Regions from separate parts of the Zea mays genome. Here region 2 is linked to region 1. A link is a contact called in public Hi-C data. All regions are on one chromosome and are shown on one strand. Each heading gives the region's core, a stretch centred on a gene start, on an enhancer-like site or on the middle of the called end of the contact. The rest is flanking DNA. Distances are from core to core; before and after follow the strand shown. Region 1 holds the start of LOC100191928. Region 2 holds the start of LOC100382247 (putative heavy metal transport/detoxification superfamily protein).

Region 1 (2,734 bases), core at 83-2,582:
CTTCCCCAAAAAGTGGGAAACAAACAAACAAGCAAGCAAACAAAAGAGCGGGGCGAGCATTTATCTTGCTCGAAAGAGCCATACTAATGGCAGTAAAGCTGGCAGTTGGAGGTTGAGTGGTTGCTTTCACACCTGATTCCAGCGTGCTGTTCGCGGCTTCCTCTGACGACACGGGAGGAAGGAGAGCGGCAGGAACGCCTGACCAAGAACCTAAAGCGCGATTAGTGGGGGAAAGGAGAACGGGGAGGAGAAAAACCAGTCTTTTTTATCTGATTTTTGGGATTTGCGTGCAGGAACGGCGGTGGGAGTACGGTGCACACGAGGCCGGTCAGCTTGACCCCAACGGAAGGGAAAGCACGGCCACGGCCACGGCCACGCATCTCGAAACAACAACACGCGATGCTTTGCGCCCTTGCCCGTGGTGTGTACCTGGCCCCGAAGGTGAAGAAGCCTTGCCGCCGTCTTTCTCGAGCGCCTCGGCCTCGCTTCCCTCGTCGGCCATGGACGTCGCGCCCGGGCCTTTCTTGCCCAAATCTGAACGGGAAAACGGTCGGCAGGTCAGGCCGTGGATTGGTGGTACAGTAACCTTTGTCACTGATCTGATGATGGGATGACTTAATGTGAGTAGGCAGACTTGGTTCGTTCGTCCGTCCACCCTGTTCTTTGGAGGAGGAGATCCTCCCAGTGACGTGACGAGTGATTAGCCGACGGCTCACCTAATCCCTGCCTGGAGGCGTTGTAGGTGTCGGCGGCGGCGACGACGCCGCCCACCTCCAGCGAGCCGACCCCGACGCCGCCCGCATTGCTGGAGACGGGTCGGCTGGCTGCTCGAGCAAACGAAGAGACAAACCACGTTCGGAGAAAGAGTCAGCGGTAGCGCCGTGGAATGAATGGGGCCGGCGGCGGGGAGACGGACGGGACGGGGGGTGCGAGGGCTTGCTTTGCTTACTCATGGCGATCTGGATGGCGTCGAACTTGGCGGTGGAGAAGTAGGCGCAGGTGACGAGGAGGAAGCCCGCCACGAGGCCCAGGCCGAACCTGCGCGGCTCCACGCGGCTGACGCTCTTCACCAGCTTCCCTCCGTCCTGCTGGCCGGCGTAGCTGTACGGCAGCTTGCCGCCGCCGGCGTCCATCCCCATGCTTCACTCAGCTAGTCAGCTCAGCTGTCACCTCCCCCTGCCCCGGCCCGGCCCCCCCTGCTTATCTCCGTAAGAGCAGCAGCAGGAGAAGAAGAAGAAGCGGCAGCAGAAGCAGAGCGCCAGAGCCTCCTCCCTCTCTGGTGACTAGTGAGCACGGCGAAGGAAGCGGCAAGCCACGGCACCTGCGAAGCGCCACACAGGCAAACGCCCCACGCCAAAGCGGCGAGGCGGTGCGCAAGCAATAAATTGCGACCGTGAGGCGCCGGGCTCCGCTGGGGAGACGGTTCTGTGGGGGGCGTGGAAGGATGGACGAACGAGTGAAAAGTGAATACGGCAGGGGTGGCGTCCGTCTCTGCTCGCCACCTCCATTTATTCCTCCCCGTAAACCTCCGTCTGCCATGCCATGGCCCACCCTGTTAATAGTACAGTAGGCTGCCATGCCATCAGTAGTAGTACTGTATTTTACTCGTTGTGTTTTCGCCTTTTCGGGAACACAATTTTCCTTCCCCACCAATAAAGAACGCAAAGGCAGCTGGAGATTTCCGAGAGAGAGAAAGTATATATATTATTATATAAATGGCGGGCACCGGCAAAACATGCCCGAAAAAATGGGCCTCTCTGGCTGGACCGGACTGGATGGGGTCCGTCCGTCCGTCCGTCCGTGTATGTATGTGTCTGTATTATTGAGGGTTCGATTAGCCGCCGCTGGATCCATGGGAACACGGAGGAGGGCTCAATTCCATGGTGTAGCACCATGTGGAGATGCAGTGGTTGCTGTTGAGAAACCCTAAAAGGGGTTTAATGGGCTAATACCGAAACTGCCATTAGGGGTACACAGGTTATATATATGTACTCATACTAGGGATGGCAGTTGGACCCGTGGGTATGGATACCCGCGGGTTTCGTACCCACTGGATATGGATACGGGTACAAAAACTCACTCGTGGGTCCTATCGGGTCGGATACCCGAAATACATCGGGTCGGGTATGGATAAAATACTTTACCCATGGGTATCCAGTGGATACCCGAAATATCAATATACCTCTTTAAATATGTTACATCCACTAAGAATGTGCTACATTCACTAGAAAAACTCACTCGCATGTGTTGTTGATTAATGAATATTAATTTATGTTGTGTTAACAGTCAATTGTAATGTAATCGAGACCAATGAGACATTGACAATGGTATAATTGTCAACTGTCATGAACTCATTAAGCTTTTATTCTCTGTACTCAAATTTAAATTTATTGGATGTCATAATTATGAGTTGAGATATTGTATCGACGTGTAGCCAAATATAGTCATTCTCGTGTTGCATTGGTGCTTAGATGTAAACTAAAATATTTTATGCATTTATTATAACACTGAACAAATGTTATTTAGTCTACAATAACATATCCACTGAATACCCGATATCCGGTGGATACCCGATGGGCATGGGTACGGGTACAATTTCTCGCCCGATTGGCTTGGTGGGTATGGATATTTATAGAAGTCTCGGATACAATTTCGGGTCGGGTATTATTATACCCGAACAAAACCCGACCCGCTGCCATCTCTAACTCATACCCATCATAAAAAAGATAGACAG
Region 2 (2,700 bases), core at 56-2,555, 880 kb after region 1:
GCACTGCACTCACAGAGCTTTTGGAGGTCATCGTCGCGTCGCTGTTCTTCCGCCTCCAGCCTTTTCAATTCCTTCCCATAACCGTGCTCGTCGAGTTACTTATATATTTTTGCGGGTGTAAAGTCTTACCCATAACCGTGCTTACGCGAGTAATTTTACCCGTCGAGTAACCCGTACCCGTTAAAAAATTATTAAATTCCAATATACCAATCACTCAAAATATTAAATAAACAAAGAGCTTTGGAGGTCCGAGTAAAATGCGTGGATGCTATATTTGGAGTCCTAAAAACGCATTCGTCTGGCCTCTACGAGGAGCACTGCACTGAGTGCACTCACAGAGAGCTTTTGGATGTCATCGTCGCGTCGCTGTTCTTCCACCTCCAGCCTTTTCAATTCCTTGGTCACTTACTCACTTCCCTTCTCCTCGCTGAAGCACCTGTCCCTCTCTCCCTCTGAGTGACCCTCTCTCTCTCGCACGGACTCCCCCATCACTCACCCTCACCTGCTCTCTCACTTGTCAGCTTTTCGGCCCCCCGCTCTCCACCAACCACGCGCTCATTCATATGAAAACGCTGCACCTGCTGCACCCAACAGGCCAAGGCCCAACCCCAACAAGACAACGAGGTGCAAGGCTTCGCCACTGCTCGCCTGCTCCCCTGCAACCCCCAGCCGACATGTGGGACCCGAGGTAGTAACTCCATTCGGATAGGGTTCATGCAGAAGTTGCATCGATGCATAGAGATTGCATCAGCACGTATTGGGAGCCATAAAACCCCGAAGAGAATTGTGGATAAACTACTAAGGAAAGTTTGGGAGCCAAAAAAACTAGAAAAGAATTCTAGGGGCTAAAAGTTTCTCTTATTATTTAAATTTAATAAAAAAAAGATTTTAGCATCTTCAATGTTCTCAGGTTTTATAGCTCCTAAGCGGTGCGGAAGGCGAGCAAGGGAAACCGGAGACGGAGGCCCAAGACAAGCCCAGGCGTGCGTGAGGGGTTGAGATATACTCCATATAGGAGAGAGAGAGAGCGCGCGCGCCAGCAGGGCACAGGTGATGCGTTGTAGTGTAGCGGAGCGGAGCAGAGCAGAGCAGGTGAGAGAGAGGAGGAGCGTCGCCGAGCCATTCTTAAATGTGAGCGGGCGGGGGTAAGTGAGGTGAGTAGAGTAGTAGTGGCTTGGCTTCACCTGCTACTGCAACGGAACAAGAACAGAACCACCATCACTCCTCCGCTCTTCACCATCAGCTGCCGCTTCCTCTCTTTTCTCCCCCCAGTAGCCAGCAGTCTCCGTCACTCTCTCACACACACAAAAGCAGCGACTTGCTCACAGTAGTGCTCCACGGACAGAATGACCAAAGACGACGAGTTCAAGCTGGTCAAGATCCAGGTTTCCCTCTCTCTCTTTCTCTGCCTCTCCTTCCCTCTCCCACGTTGCTTCTTTAGTAAGAGCTGACCCAACTGTTCCTCGCAGAACCATGTGCTCAAGGTGAACATACACTGCGACGGGTGCAAGCACAAGGTCAAGAAGCTCCTTCAGAAGATCGAAGGTACTTCTTCTTTCTTTCTTTCTTTCTTGACACTCACTTCACTGCCCATATCTTAGACTGGCTGCCCGGCCACCAAAAAGCACACCGCCCTGCTGTGTCTTGCTAACATGCGTTGCGTTGACACGACAAAGAGATCCCGGCTTCTCATGTAAAAAGAAAACAGAAGATAAAAAGAACCGGTAAAACTTCGTTTCATGATGCGAATTTTTAACTGTGCTATGGTAAAGAGGGCGGCCCAGACTTTCACCCCCTAGGGTGAGGTGAAATTTCCTGCCGTTCTTTCGGATGGATGGGCACAGCAGAGCCCCCCACTCACTGCACAAGCCCCCACATCTCGTGCTTGTGACATGCAGTCGCCAGTAGTACATGGTAATTACTAGTTACCGTGGCTCACGAGCAGCCTGTGATCTCCTCTCTCTCTCTCTCTGCTGCTGGCTGCTGCTGCATCTCATGGATGGCAGGCGTGTACTCGGTGGCCATTGATGTGGACAACCACAAGGTGTCGGTGACAGGCGACGTGGACTCGGAGACCTTGATCAGGAAGCTCACCAGGGGCGGCAAGCACGCGGAGCTGTGGTCGCAGCACAAGGGCGGCAGTGCCCAGCAGAAGCAGCAGGCCCAGCAGCAACAGCAGCAGAAGCAAGGTGGCAATCCGAGCAAGGATGGGCACAGCAAGAGCAGCAACAACAACGGCGGCCAGAAAAAGGACCAGGGGAAGCAAGGAGGAGGAGGAGGGGTTGGTGGGGGCCTCGTGCAGGGCCTCAAGGCGTTCAAGAACCAGCACGGCGGCAACAAGCAGCACCACCAGCTCCCTGAGCTCCTCAGCTCGGAGGACGATGACGGCATGTTCGACGACGATGACGGCGAGTTCGACGACGACTACGAGGAGGAGCTCCGGTTCCTCGGGGACAAGATGAGCCAGCTCGGGCTCCACGGCAACGGCAACGGCAACAACCAGCACCACCATCAGAACAAGAACGGGAACAACGTCGTCGCTGTCAACAGTAACCACAGCAATGGCAAGAAGGGTAACGGCGGCGCTGCAGCCAATCGCCACCAGAGCCAGAACCAGAAGAACGTGAATGTGGTCAACGTGGCAGCAGCGAATGGCAAGATGGGCGGCGGTGGAGGAGTCCAGAACCACAAGAACGCTAA

What was found. Hi-C and Micro-C count contacts between places; a contact is called where the count stands out from the background.
Region 2: a Hi-C map of tassel shows a contact between it and region 1, with 4 times the contacts expected there. The contact joins the promoter of LOC100382247 here to the promoter of LOC100191928 in region 1. A contact is called at or near these places in 2 of 25 Hi-C or Micro-C datasets (ear and tassel).

The regions. Positions count from the first base shown.
Region 1 is chr8:10,432,948-10,435,681 of Zm-B73-REFERENCE-NAM-5.0, forward strand. LOC100191928 reads right to left here and starts at 1,333. Exons shown (of 6, transcript NM_001137515.1): 1 at 950-1,333; 2 at 717-824; 3 at 430-534; 4 at 133-198. The coding sequence starts at 1,139.
Region 2 is chr8:11,308,873-11,311,572 of Zm-B73-REFERENCE-NAM-5.0, forward strand. It overlaps LOC100382247 (putative heavy metal transport/detoxification superfamily protein), which reads left to right and starts at 1,306. Exons shown (of 3, transcript NM_001175000.1): 1 at 1,306-1,385; 2 at 1,470-1,545; 3 at 2,007-2,700. The coding sequence starts at 1,347.